2 separate regions of the Danio rerio genome follow, and region 2 is linked to region 1. The links are chromatin contacts, called in public Micro-C maps. All regions are on one chromosome and are shown on one strand. The core of a region is the stretch at or near the end of the contact, and the rest is flanking DNA. Distances in the headings are between cores, read along the strand shown.

Evidence for each region. Hi-C and Micro-C count contacts between places; a contact is called where the count stands out from the background.
Region 2: a Micro-C map of caudal fin shows a contact between it and region 1, with 11 times the contacts expected there. The contact joins the enhancer-like site here to the promoter of necab2 in region 1. A contact is called at or near these places in 2 of 18 Hi-C or Micro-C datasets (caudal fin and an unstated tissue).

The regions. Positions count from the first base shown.
Region 1 is chr18:22,793,675-22,801,385 of GRCz12tu, reverse strand. It overlaps necab2 (N-terminal EF-hand calcium binding protein 2), which reads right to left and starts at 3,096. Exons shown (of 13, transcript NM_001328213.1): 1 at 2,765-3,096. The coding sequence starts at 3,082.
Region 2 is chr18:23,076,902-23,084,612 of GRCz12tu, reverse strand. It overlaps fan1 (FANCD2 and FANCI associated nuclease 1), which reads left to right. Exons shown (of 14, transcript NM_001045081.2): 11 at 1,405-1,508; 12 at 1,620-1,814; 13 at 5,745-5,873; 14 at 5,977-6,416. The coding sequence ends at 6,114. Among named protein-coding and RNA genes, the nearest start is that of mbtps1, 6.0 kb to the right of the region's middle. Within about 2 kb of position 4,107, at least 1 of the 62 cell types and tissues checked has an H3K27ac peak or open chromatin away from gene starts, as enhancers often do. A contact at or near this core is called in caudal fin, where this site is marked.

The sequences.
Region 1 (7,711 bases), core at 1,847-4,346:
CCTTCTTCCCGGCGGCCAAAGGGCCGTGAACTTTACATTACAGCTTTGAATCGGGGGGTTCTCAGAAACCGACCCATTGTACTAGCAGGCATATACCTGTATTGGCGGGCTTGCCAAACAGAAGCGAATTCACAGCTATGGCCTTCTGGGTAAAAAAGGTTTTCTTATATTTGACGTATTTTTTTTTTTTTTTTTTTGCTTTGTTTAATTAAAACGTTTAAATATAATAAAAAATACATATAATAATTAAACTTAATAATTATATTTTTATTATATTATATTTTTTCCTGCGCCTCCCCTGACATGCTCTGGCGCCCCCCAGGGGAGGCACGCCTCACACTTTGAAAACCCCTGATCTATCCCATCTATTAAGTTTTATTAATTAATTTTTGATGATAAAAATATAAAAAAGTAAGAATAAAGTATTGCAAACTAACTCTAACTCTTAGTGTCGATAAAAGGATCTGGAACAAATAACAAGAGAGAATGAGATGTCAGCCAAAGAAAGAAAAAGATTGACAAAGACTTTAAACGGGAGAGTGACAAATGGATTCAATTAATAGGCACTAATACGGGACTCCCATTTATACTTGCCAAGTCAATTGGATTGATTCTCCGTGCTTTGGCTCAAATCCAATCCACTGAACAAATGCCAGATATATTTGTATTTTAAAGTTCAAGTCAATAGTGCGATGAAGTCTTTAGCAAATGTCACGTGCTGCCACCATTTGATCAACTATTCTCACACATGTGCGTCCTACAGCATAAACTACTGTAATTTAGCGCACACCATTCAACCCCAGTGGAAACGAAATGTTCAAAAACATTAAATGCACTTAATTACTCCCTAAAGCCAGATGAGGTCTGGGACCAGAGGCATGATTATGTAAGAAAGCAATAGCGCGAAACACACTTATAGCCTTCTTTACGACAGCTTGTTAGTGCTCTACTGTCAGGTTTGGGGAAGCCAGGGATGCGAGCATTTGACACGCTCTGAATCTATAACTGGTCTAGCCGCTGAATCGAAGGCTTTCAGAAATGAAAATGGGGTCTTTACAATTGCATAGCTGCTTCAGACACTTTCAGAATAAACTCTAATAATGAATGGCGCTCAGCTGTTTACCAATGCAGGCTGATTCTGGAACAGACATTGCAGAAGACGTGTCAAGATTGAGATAAGTAATGGAATTCTCTCAGAAAGTATAGGGGGAAATCAATTCCCTTACAAGCAGCTGTGCTCCGTATCTTAAGTCTCGACGAGAAAATCGTGTACACATGCTCACCATCCATAAAAGACAAATTATCTACAGCACCTCATTATCTGCATAACCCCGCCTCCACTATTGTATTTACACTAGGGTGCATCTGGTGCCTTTGGCTTTTCTTTCCTGAGGTTTTTAATTAGTTTTCGTCCCCTTATATGTTCTGGTTACCTGAGACTGTATCTGGGTCTGGAACTGAACTACTTTATTATCACTCTCTTAAACGTTTTAACTTCTCCCCCTAAAAGCAATGTGGAAATCTCGAGAGGTATGTCCATCAGATAATTATCCAGCACCAATGAAGAACAATACTGAGGCAATACTTTGACCTACTAAATCAATACTGCTGAGACCTCGCCACAGCAGCCAACCACAAAGCATAACTGCCAGGCTCACAGGAAAAGCACAATAAATTATTTAGGTTCTCTGAGATAAATTCAGAGCAAAAGAAAACTGTTGTATAAGCTCAAGATGCTGAAAGGTACAGTCAAATGTATGCAGCGTTGTAGCTACTAGAGAATATTTGGTGTGTTTTATAATTGGGTTGATTTTTCTAGTGCACATTCGAGAAGCTGAACAGTATTTGGATACGGCTGGGACAGCGCGTGTGCATGCAGTTATAGAGTGCCATTGGGAGGGCTTTATCTCATCCTGAAGGGGGGTCTTTCAGCTGTAAATTATTTTACTCTTCAAAAATGGCTACTCAAATGATTTACCTTGAACAAAAACTATTTATTTAAGTTATTTTTCATTGTATTTCTAGATTTTTTGCTAAGAATGTCCATTATATAGGCGTTATTAGGACACTGCAATCATATAATAGTAATAAATTAAACAAAAACATTGAATGAAAATTTGTTTTTCTGAAATTTAGATTTAATCTTTAAACTTTCTGTCTTTCTGTGTAGCTCTTCTGCTTGCTTAGGGACTTTTAAGACTCACCATTCCATTGTTTTAGGCTTTTTGCGAATTAGACAGACACCAAATTTAATGCTAGACAATTTTTATCACCATTTGATGACCATTTAAAATCGCTCGGTGGCACTAGTTTCCGAGTGCGCGGAGAGATATGCGAAAGTAGTATGTTTCTGGTATGTTTCTATCGTCAACTATGTCCAATTAGGTTACTGTACAAAAACTGATTGCTTGCAACTAACCAATCAGAATTACAAAATCCATGTATTAAAGTATGCAAAGCATGTTAGATAACAACATGCAACTGAAATGCATAAAAGAAAGAAAAAATAAAGACAGAATTAAAAGTTAAAAGTAGATAAATTCATAAAGTGCAATTGCTTTTTGTATTCCCAAAGCATCAAAGGCTTACTAGTTGTGTATGAGTCATTAATGTCTAATTAATGCTTAAAACTCTTCTGAGGTTACTGAATTAATCAACTAATTAATGAATAAATTAGTTCATTACTTTATTCGGGAAACCGAATAAAAGTTGAACGGTCGCGCGCACTTCATATTTCATAACACAGAGAAAATGAAACACCTACATCCAAAATGACTGAGATGCCCTTTCGAGGCTCCGGCGCGAAGAACTGCTCCTGAGCCACCGCCGCCTCCTCCTTCGCGTATTCCCGGGTAGAGATGCTTTTATTGTCGCTCATCTTGGTGACTATCCAGCGGACGAGCCCGTCTATTCCACCGGGCTGTGCGCCGCTGTTTCCGGACTGTGCAGCCGTCGCTGTCTCGCTGTCCTGAGCCCCGGGTGTGGGCTGGTCTTTGCTGTCCTGTGCCCGGAGTTTTGCTTGTTCTTTGTGGAGCAGTTTGTGGACGCCGTCCCTGCAGTAGCGCGCTGCTTGTTCACACATCCTTTTGCCGCGGAGCGTTCATGCTGCGCGCTATGGGGGCGATCCCTCCCTCTGCTATGACATCAGCGGCTCCCAGCCCAAAACTCAGCCCTTCTGACACTCCAAATTGGAGCAGTTAAGTAAATGCCATGAATTTAGTACAGTTGCAGTAGAATAAGATACAATACATGAGAGAAAATGCATTATTTGCAATTTAGAGAGAGGATCAACTAAGAGAACTGATAGCAGACAATAACTTTTGAATTAATGATGGTAGTTATTTTAGTCCTGTTTTACCAAATATTCTACTTCATCTCTGTAAAGTAGCCAATTTAACGGTAGCTGTATTAAAACCCAGGAATAACCCCGCGAAAAACGAGCCAATGGTTACCCTGATTGTGATGATGGGCGTATATGATGACAGAATTTTCATTTTTAGATTAAATATCCCCTTATTTCCACTAACTTAAGAAGACACAACTGATTATATACATTCAAGTCTATATTATGCATGTGCATTATTGTTTTATGATGAAGCAAATTATTATAATTTATGGAGTATGTGTTGCTTTCAGTAAATACATTTTCAGTGATTCATACCATACTCAGAAGGTGTAAAACTCAATTCCTGGAGGGCCGAAGACCTGCACAGTTTAGTTCCAACCCTGCTCCAACACACTTACCTGTAGGTTTTAAACAAGCCTGAAGGACTCAATTAGTTTGATCAGTGTGTTTAATTAGGGTTGGAACTAAACTGTGCAGAGCTGCGGCCCTTTTGGAACTGAGTTTGACACCTGTGCCATACATTGTCAACAAATCGGCAAACTGTTACCATGTTTACCTTGTGGAAAGAAGTGAAAAGAAACACTTGAATAACTTCTAGGTTCCAAAACCTATAATTCTGAATGAAAAAAAATTTGCATCTTTTTTTAAACAAAACCCCCATTTTACCAAATGTACAAAAAACTGTGAAGTCTTTGCATTAAGTTAAAAGTTTTTGGCATACAAAAAGACAATGTTGTTAATAGTGTTCCCATTTGCTCATACTGTATCAGCAAAAATTGATATGCATGCACATGACAAAATATTTTTGTATTTTGTACACAGAAATTAAAATGGTATAGTTTTTGTAGACACTCTCTCTGAAACACAATCTGAAATGTTTGCATTTCCAGGCCCCTAAAACACTCTATTATAAAGGAATGGCAGAAATCCACAAAAAAGTTTCAGTTTTGTTGGCACCAATGGATTAGTAGTTAGTGCGTTGACATATAGCACCCATGTTTGATTCCCAGCTTAAGGTCCTTTGCCTATACTACCCCTTTCTCTGCTCCCTATGCTTTCCTGTCTTCACGATTGACCTTATTCTTAATGTACGAGCAGGTGCAGCCATTGGAACTAAAATTGTCTGTAGTGTAGGTGTGTGAATGAGAGTGTATGGGTTCCCAGTGATGGTTTGCAGCTAGAAGGGCATCCGCTGCGTAAAACACATGCTGGATAAGTTGGCCGTTCGTTCTGCTGTGGCAACCCCAGGTCAATAAAGGGACTAAGCCGAAAAGAAAATGAATGAATGAATGAATGAGTTCCTCTATTGGCAGCTAAATTGGTATATCTAAAACAATTGCAAAAACAAGTACACTTCCACAGTGAAGAATAAGGTCACTAAAAGTCTATAAAAATGTACGATTAAAGACCTTTAAAAATAATGATAAAAAATCAGTTTCTAGGTCTATCCAACTATTATTATGTGCTTTATTGGATCTTGCATAAAGAAACACTGGATGTAAATATGTGCATACAGTACACTTTAAAAAAAAAGCGTTCAACTGAGTCATTCATTCATTCATCATCATCGGAAGATGCCACAACGGAAAGAATCACCAACTTATCCAGCATATGTTTTTTTACGCAGTGGATGCCCTTTTAGCTGCAACCCATCACTGGGAAACACCTATACAATTTTGCATTCACACACATACACTATGGCCAACTTAGCTTTATCAATTCACCCACAGTGCATGTTTTTGGACTGGGGGGAAACCAAAGCACCTGAAGGAAACCCATGCGAACACAGAGAGAACATACAAACACAACACAGAAATGCCAACTGACACAGCCAGGGCTTGAAACAGTGACCTTCTTGCTGTGAGGCAATTGTGCTACCCATTGCACCACCGTGACGCCTTCAACTGAATCACATTTACCAAATAAATTCATTTATGCAAAATAAAAAAGTCATATGATTTTGTCTCTGTGATGATGTGATTGAGTAACTGCATTAACTAGTGGAGGGATCTCATCTAACACCATCTCAAATGTTGTTTTAAGCATTGTGAGAATTTCAAAGTGAAAGTTTGTCATCAAAATAATGCACAACACATTTTTATGAAGGAAAAAGAGCTGCTGATAAATCAACCATGTTTCTCTTAAAGGTTATTCTCTCAAAAACATGAGACAGAAAGAGTGCTTTATTCACAAATACCGTCATCTGATTTTGCACACAAGTAAAATGTGCAACTTTTGATGGATACAGAGCTCTGTAAATGCCCATTCAAACAACTTATAATGTTTTATGATTTCTTAAAGGGGTGGTCCAAAGTGATATCATATTTTGAACTTTAGTTGATGTGTAATGTAGCTGTGTGAACATTAACAATATCTCTGAATGTAATACTCTTAAAGTTCAATGCAAAGTGAGACATTGGCTTTTACAGGGTTAGCTTAGGAAAGCCTACAGTGAATAAATTTGGGCACTACAAAAAAATACATCCAGGCTAGTGAGATCACAAATGCTTCAGGTTACGAACATTCATCATGCGCACACACTCCACGCAACAGAGGGGCGTGGCCAGAGGCACAGTAATGTTATAGCAGAGAAAGCTAAAATGCCATCCAAACGCTAAAATTTCCACAGAGCTTCCTCTGTTTCAGTATTTGAGCTTACAAAGGACACAACACAAAGACAAAAGGCCTTACAGTTTAATTTTAATTATGTTCCAGAGAATGGTAAAAGTATATAAAGCTAGCATTTGACAAAGGATAGCTTCCAGAATCTCTCCCACTTCAGTGCTGGATTCGGCTAAAAACTATTTAATATAAGAGCAGCTCTAACCATAATAGCAGAAGCTGTGGATTGTGAGCCACAAACTGTAAGTATTTTTATTTGTTAAAATCTATCTATTACATTCACAGTTTCTATTATCGGTATGTTGTGGCAAGGATGTAAACAAGGATGTAAGCAACGTGAAATGCTGTTTGGCACTGTTAACATTTTAGCTGCAAATTCATATAGAGTATATCAAACCACTGTAAACACCCACAATCTTTACCAGCGCTGCAGTGTCTCTCTATGCGTCCGCTTTCCCTGCTTTGTACATTTCAAATAACAAACTAGCAAAAGATATGGGAAACTTTTATATTACTTACACATGCTTATGACACAAATATGTCGTGGAGCTAATCTGCAAATCACAGCACATTATGTTAGCTGACCAGTCAGAGCCTCTTGAGGACAGGCCTTTTACAGGAACTAGGAAATATGATAGTGGTTTTCATGTTAGCTGAGTAGCTTTATATAATCAAATAAATATTTATGAAAAAATAACATGATTTTCTACAAATGAAGCATGAGCACACATTGCTTTGCATCTTATAAACACCACCAAGCCTTAAAAATAAACTCTGGACCACCCCTTTAATGTCTGTTGCTTAACAAACAAACATGTACAGAATTTTTTTTCACACAAGGACAAAAAAAACAGCAGCTTGATAGTTTTTGGGGTGGGTTCTCCTTCGCTTAGAAAATCCCTCATTACCTTACTGTCTCCATAATGGTCTGAAATGACCTTTGTGAGTTGAAAGAGTGTTGAAAGGCTCCCCGGTCCTGCCCTTTACGAGGGGTGATTAAGTCATTGCAACTAAAAGGGCCTTTATTTAATTGGCACCAAGTACAACCCCCCTACAGTCTGCGTTCCTATAGTGAGGCATTTAGCCAAACAGGGAAAAAAAGAGATTGGATGCATCTCTTTAATGTAGGGCAACTCACAGCAACCTGTTACTCCTTCTTCACGATAATTACAACAAGCGGTAATCCCTTGTCTTTGGACGTGCTCAGATCAACACCCCTCACAGCCGGTTTGTGTGTGGCAGTGACAGGTCTATGTTTTCTGCCCATAAACAAACTCAGTGGTATATCAGGGAATGTGCAGGGGGCTGAATGAAATGGTGAACGGTTATTCTGGCTTGGCAGCCTCAAACGGGAAGAGAGTGACCAGGGAATTGTCCGTCATCTGAGGTTGGACACGCTGTGGCATTTTTGACATTCTGTCAGCTTCAATATACATGTATGTAATATGTTTACTGGAACGCATAAGCGTTCAGAGCTCTAGCCTTCAAATGCAATCATTTTGGTAAATGTATAGAAATAAAATACAAAATATAAGGGAAAAACAAAGGTGTCAGTAAAAACAAAGCTAACTAAAATTGAATTCGAAGGAATTTATATTTACTGATGATTATTTATTATAGACAATTTTCTAGTAAAATAGCTGTTTGTATCTAGATACTGTATAGCCTAAAAGTAAAGTCATAGTTTTTTTAGTTTGACCTAAAGTAACCTCTGAAATAGCTAATCAGCGGTTACTGTAGGTC
Region 2 (7,711 bases), core at 2,858-5,357, 280 kb before region 1:
TTGACTTCAGAAGACTTCAAGTAATCATTTAGGCCCATTTTTTTTTATATAGTTTTATGGTGCTTTTAGAATTCCTAAAGCTTGAAAGCTTCTTTCAGTGCAACTGAGAAGAGGAGCACAGTGTATTCCATGAATTTATTGTTTTAAAATCTGAATTTAAAGGGCACCTATGATGAAAACCATCTTTTGTAAGCTGTTTGCACAGAACTGTGTGTCGGTATAGTGTGTCCACTGTCATATCAGGGTGATATAAAGACAATAAGTCTTTTTTTTGTTTTCTAAAATAAGATCCAAATCCCTCCTATATTGAAGCCAACCACAACGTTACATAGGAGTGTGTTTTCCCCGCCCACCGAAAGGATTGACAGCCGCGTATTAACATGTTTCTGTAGTAATGCGTATAATCATATCAACAAGACAGGACGTGAGCAAAGCAACTGGGATTAAAAGATCTGTTCAGCTTTCTGTTATCATCAATCATCATCAAATGTGATCAAGAGTGAGTTTTACACGTTTAAAACTTTTTAAAACGGTGCATGTTTGTAATGATTTACAGTGATTTTACCATCTGTACTTCATCACTACAGCCACGTCACTATAAATTATAAAAGAAGATGCTTCAATCCTGGTTTTTAATGCTAAATCAGGTTTATTTATTTAAATTGGATATCCATACAGCAGTGGGTATTACGTGTATTCTGTCACAATTGCCTTGCAAAAACAGTGCAAAGTTAAACATGCACACTGTTTCTGTGTGTTTGCGTGAACTTTGTAACAATATTGAACAAATACATCAAATAATCAAAGGTAAAGTTCTTACTGTAGTATTTTTCACAATGGTTACATGAGATCAGCTTTCTTCATGTCTGTCACTGTGCTGTTTATCTCACGCAGCCAGAGATTGAGGCCCACTCTGACATGGTGGGCGAGGAGAAGTAGCATTAAAAGCACTGGCAACAAATACAGCTACATTGTTCAGAGCAGAAATTCCAATATTCTAAAAGGTATAACAAATAATCGGATGGGTGTTTTAAGCTGAAACTTTACAGACACATTCTGGAGACACAAAAGACTTCTCTTAAATCTTGAAAAAGGAGTATAATAGGTGCCCTTTAATATTGCTGAAGTGTGATCACATATATTTAATGTAGCATCTTAAAATTTGTAAAAAAGCTGAATAATTACTTGAATTCTTTTGACTTAAATGTTAATTAATAATACCACCTGATATTTTTCTCTTTTATTACTATATAACAACACATTTGCATGCTTTTTATTCTACAACATTAGTTTTTTTTATTTAATATTGAGTGTTTTATTAATTTATTTGTTGTTGTTGTTGAAAATTCTGCACTAGTGCATGGATTTGTACATGTATTTCAAAGATCGGATTGCTGTTTTAAGGTATTCATGGAGAAGGATCTACATTTTCCACCCTGTTTGGACTCCTCATGTGGGACATCATTTTCATGGACGGGGTTCCTGATGTCTTCCTAAACCCCTACCAGGTACAGAATAATTAAGGAAAGAATGCTGTTTGATTCTCACATTAAGGGTCAGGACATGCACACACACACACACACAGGTCAATAATTTCATAACTCCCTGCCCTTTCCCAGACGTGTCCTCTGGATTTGCACACGGATTGTTTCTATGGCAGTCGGCGGGAGGCCATCGAGGCTCGTGCAGAGATGTTGCGTGAGGCATCTGTAGAGACACTGCAGGATCTGATCGCTGATGTGTGGAGCACGCAGGAGGGAAGAGTGTGTGCGCTGATAAACTGGGAGCGATTCTCCACGCCTCAGCAGGCACAGGTAATCACACACTCTATACTGCTAGTCTGTTTACACAACAACTATCTTAGTAATAGCCTTCGCCAGCTTGAATGAGGAAGCCTGTTTACAAATTGATTACTTTTCAAAAGTATAATTCAAATTGGCAATGAAGTCTGCCAATAATGGTATTGCAAATGTAATTTCTGAATCTCAACTGAGGCAAGAAATAGGCCATTCTCTTGAACTGTAGATTGTTTGTTCTGCTCTGAAAAAAAATATGTTTTGAATTTCTTTGTTGGTTTGTTTTTATTTTTGTATTTAGGTTGTGTTCACAATTGTACTTTGTTTTTCTTGGTTCATTCTATGGTGGCTGAGAGAGCTTAACATGCTGCAATTTAAGAAAACACATGCAATTACAAAAAACTAAGATATTCACCAGTTTGACAGCTGACTTGCTGCAAATCCTCACAACGCAAACATATAAAAAAAAATATGCTGCATTTTCCTACAACGTAAACAAATTAAAAAAACGCACTTCATTTTCTCACAACGCAAACAATTTACGAACACGTGCTGCATTTTCTCACAACGCAAACAAATTGATAAAATGCGCTGCATTTTCTTACAAAGCAAACAATTTACGAACACGCGCTACGTTTTCCCACAACACAAAAAGAATGGAACACAACAAATGTTTCAAGGGGGCCCATGTTTGAGGGACGCTGCTGTGCCATGACTATTGTGATCTTTAAAAGGTGAGTTTTTTTTTCTTTGTTTATTTTAACCCTTTAAGGTGCACTCCTTGAAAATATTTTTTGACCCACATCGTATATTGAATAATATGCTCGCAAAATTCTGATAAATAGTAATAAGAAATTTCAAAAAAATTGATAACCTATGGTCAACCAGGTCGTTATGATGCCTGATACTCTGATTCCTATGTCTTTAGTATTTATTAGCCTAAATAACCATAACCTAAATAGTTGGGTCTGTCACGTTTTAGGGTCTCCTTGAAACATTTACATTGTGTTGTGAGAAAATTCAGCGCATTTTTGTAAAAGTGTTTGCGTTGTGAGAAAATGCAGCACATTTTATTAATTGTTTGCGCTGTAAGAAAATGCAGCGCATATTTTAATAATGTGTTTGCTTTGTGAGGATTTGCAGCAAGTGTGCTGTCAAACTGATAAAGATATTTTCTCAATTTGCTGGTTGTAACTGTTTTTTTGTAACTGCACTTGTTTTCTTAAATTGCAGCGTGTTAAACTCTCTCAGCCACTGTATCATTCTGTCCTGACCACAGATCAAAAGTCCTTATTAACTTACGGCTCGTTCTACTGATCGGTGGGGTTCAGTTCAGTACAGTACACATTTATTTCCATTTCCACTGTCAGAAATACTAAAATCTAAACCATACCACTTTTTTGTGAGCATTTTGTAAAAGTATCTAGCACAACAGTACCAAAAGGGTGTGATAGACTCACTTTTACAGAGAAACGTAATTTGTGCGTGTAACAAGACAACAAAGGAGCATTTTGAAAAATACAGTCAAAACTACTGTGACAGCGTGCAGCAATGAACTATGCTCAAACAAAGCCTGTTTCTTCTTGAGGCAAACAGCCATGACAGGAAGCAAGAACAGGATCTGCTGTATGTCCTCTATTTTTGTTTACAGGGCCATTCACGTCTTGCATTTAAACATGTGAAAAACACATGGGGCATTTTTGTTTTTATTTGCTCACACTTGCTGCATGTCTACATTTGAAATAATAAAGGAGTTCAGAAAGGATTCGATATGTAAATGGATAGTACAGTTTTCTTTTTTTTAAGTGAGAATAATGTTGATCTCAACTTATCAGCATACAACACTCCTGGCAGTGGAAACACATGCCTGGTCAACTTCAGGGTGACCCATACAAGATTATACTGTACTGAATTATACCGTGTTGCTCACTGGAAATGAGGCATTAGCCTTGACATTGTCATGTTTAATTCAAAACTTAAACATGCAGAGAAAAAAGACCTTGTGACAGAACTTACTGGACATCCAGAACTGTGTTATGTGTTGAACCAAACATGCTTTATGTGTGCATAATTGGAATTTTTAAAACCTGAGAACTAAAGCAGTCAAAGCATCATCAGGGATTCATCTGTCACACATAAATAAAGATGCAAGGATCCTGACACCTGTATTGAATTGTACTGGGAACATTTGTGACTATGATAGTTGAACTGCATGGGATTTGTCTTTTTAGCAGTCTCGATCTGCTTGTTTGTTTCACACCTAAGTTCAGTTGGTGGCATTGACACTCACTCAAAAGACTGCACTGACAGGGCAATCAAGTTGTTTTGATCAAACCAAAGCTGCCAAGTGTGAGCACACCCGTACCGGAATGTGTTAAGGTAATTCACATCTTCTTGATTCTCAGTGTATACACACCTGTGCATACTCCATACACTGTTATCATAGATTGGCCAGTTTGTTCTGCAGACTTATTTTCAGGCCCACTCACATGTTTAAAACCTATTTAGATTTGCTTGAAGTTTGCCCTGGAAAGTGGAGTGTTTCTAATAAAGTATCTGTTTCATATGGTAATGAAAACAGTGTTTCCTGCAGGTGGTTTGTCAAGCCTACTCACCTGCATTAAGTACACTCAGAATTGCACAATTTTTAATGTAACACACTTGTTATAACTGATGTAAAGGAACTACACATCAATTGCATGTCTTGTGGATAGCGTGGTGACGTAATGATGTTAATCGAATTATGTGCTATGACATGTAAAACGAGATCATGAAATAAACTTTTAAAAAGCAACTCATGTAAACACCTTAATCATATTATTTTCTTATTCAGATTAAGGCAAATAATTCAATTTTGATGTCCTTGTAAAGGTAGTCAATGATACTCAACAAGGACTAAGGAAGCATCTGGAAATGAAATGGAGTACATGCACACAGACTTTTAATTTCAGTCAGCCAGTCCCCAGGGTTTCCTGTGAATTGTCATCCAATACAAAATCGCCAGCGATCTTCACTGCTTGGCTGAGATACAATATAAAGTGGGTATCAGACCAAACAAGGAGCACTGCATTAATTTCTATTTTTCTGCGCCATGTCTTCAAAATATAAAAATGAATTTTAACCCAGTATTTTCATTTCTGTTCAGTATTTTCATTTGAGTTTCTGCACTAGCTTGCTGCTAATGACGGTGCCTGCATTTAAACGGTCTTTCATCTCTTTGTAGGCTTTAACAACTAATTGGATGCTTAAGTCTATTTAACTGATTATATTTTAATTACATTACAACATCGATGCTGTGAAAGCAACCTTATGAAATTGAAAATAGTCACCTAAACCTTTCACTGGAAGTTCATCATTGGCTGGAAAACGCTAGCTGTGCATATTATTTCAATCAGATGTTTTGTTTCTGCATTGTGCTGTAAGTGGTAGACCAATTTGAGACACTTTAGGCTCTATTTTGACAATCTAGGCACAAAGTTGCATGCCGCAAAAGTTAGGGTTAGGACGTTTCCGAATTTGCTTTTGCTATTTAAAGGATGGAAAAATATGGTTTGCGCTGCGCTGCATGGTCTAATAGGGTTGGGCTTATTCTCTTAATGAGTTATGGGTGTTTGCGTTTGAACATAATGTGCATTAAACCAACCAGAGTCTCATCACCCATTCCTTTTAACAGTCAGTTGCGTCACGCCATGACACATTTGCTACTTACATGGCAGACTTTGTAAGTGGAAAAACTGAATGGTAAAACTGAGTCCATAAAGTTGTGCAAATGTATTTGCTATTTAAACAACATGACGCAAAATGTGAAAATTAGGCTTGCACTGACCTGAAAGTAGCAAAAAAATCATGCTAAACCCGTCTTGTGCCTTATTGCGCCGTGTCTGATAGGGCCTTTCATGTTCCTAGATGCAAGCACAATGTTAAAGCTTTATTTTCTCTATATTTTAGAGTCTAGTGGCATGCCTTGGTGGCCACTTCTTGAGTGGTGTGTTCCTCAGAATGGCCAAAGACTACAGGCACTGCAGAGGAGGACTTCCAGATCTGGTGGTCTGGAGTACTTCCAGCAACAAGTATAAGGTGAGGCTTTTAAACACTCCAAAAAGTAACTTTTTTTAAATGCTTTACTAAGGTGGTGTAGGGACCTTAAATGTTGCTCATTTGAGATACATTTGCCTTCTAGCTGGTGGAAGTGAAGGGCCCTAATGACCGTCTGTCCCAGAAGCAACAGATATGGCTGGATGAGCTGCGTAAACTCGGGGCAGATGTAGAAGTGTGTCACGTCACGGCTACTGGAGCACGAGGAGCTCGACGGGAGTGAAGCTGCTGTCACTCTCAGAAGGAAAGTTAGAAATGCTTGAAGCAACACTGGATGGATTTAATGATGCATTAAAGTTTGACCTCAATTTGCCACTGATCTGATGTAAGAAAAGAATATTAATAGGCACTCTAAGGGGATTTATTCCCCATCTGAAGACTGTTAAATTACCTCATGGCGCTGATTGACTGACTTTTATTATTGTGCTCATTGTAAAGTGAGAATATATTTGAATGACTTTTTTAATGTGACATTTATAGAATAAATCATTTTAAAGAAATTAAATAAAAGCATTTTAAAAGGTTTTTGAAATGTTAATAATGCTTAAATAGTGATGCAAGACATAAGCACATAATGTTGCAGCTCGTAAAATAGGATTCCATTATGTTTTGTTATGTCTATTATTGTGGTCAAAGAACTATGCATGACCACATTCCTTTTCACTGCATATTCATTCAAGCATATCCTTCACGTCTGACAGCCAGAATTAAACATACTCTTTTGTTGCAGAAGTCAAACTTAGCTCTTTTTTAAGATCTATTCAAAACAATGCCATACACTGTTGTTTTAGTAAAGCATGCCTTTCGTTATGAAGTTTGCATGTCTCTGTAAAGCACATTCATTAGGTAAATGCTTGTAAAAGGGCACTTGAATTTTCTTAATGTTTAGTTAGTAAATTTCAATGTAACACTGAACAACAGAGGTGAACAAGGTAGCATTAAAACCCACTACTTTAGTCATTCAATAATTATAAAAAACACAAAATAAATAGTTTATATTAGTAATATCCTGCTTGCACTTATGAAATAAGTTACAAAAAAACCTACAAAACCTTAACGTAAATTTAATGTTTTTTTGTATTCCAAAATGTTGAATGAAATGCAGTTTAATCTAGAAGCTTTCTAAATCATTTATAATTTCCACTGCTAGTCTTCAAAATCAATGCTCATAAATATATATTTTTTAAATTGTGTAAATTGTTCTCTGACTGGCTGCACAATGCAATACTTTAGCTGCTTTATTTGAGGAGTTTGTGAAAAGATGACATGAGTATAAATATTGGATGTTTATTCCCAAAAATATGATTGTACGTGAGGGTATTGACAGCAAACATACTACTGCATGCTGTAGTCTGTTGTTGCCCTGCCAGCAACTGTGAATGCCTGACTCAACATGTCTGCTATCATTCAGTCTACCTTAATGTAAAATTAACAAGCATTTATTAAGATATCTGCATGGCAAGCTGTTTTGACATTTATCCTCAAAAGCACAGTGTGTAATTTTTGCCACTAGAGGGCCTGTATTCCCAACAAACAAAGTAGTTTAATGAGACTAAGAGTTGCAGTCTTCATTACATCGTACAGGCTTTCTTGCAGAAATCAGGTTTATAAATAAGCTAAAGTATTCAAGACATTATAATGGTAGTTTAAGGACAAGTAATGCTGTTGAAGTAAAGCAAGATCCCTGAAGCAATTGCTAATGAGAGACTAGCACGATGGATTTATTATGCCACAGTCGATTAGAATAATACGTTTTTATTTGGCCGGTCTTCTGATTTTGGGAAAGAAGCAGCACTGTTTTATTATACTAAATACAGTTT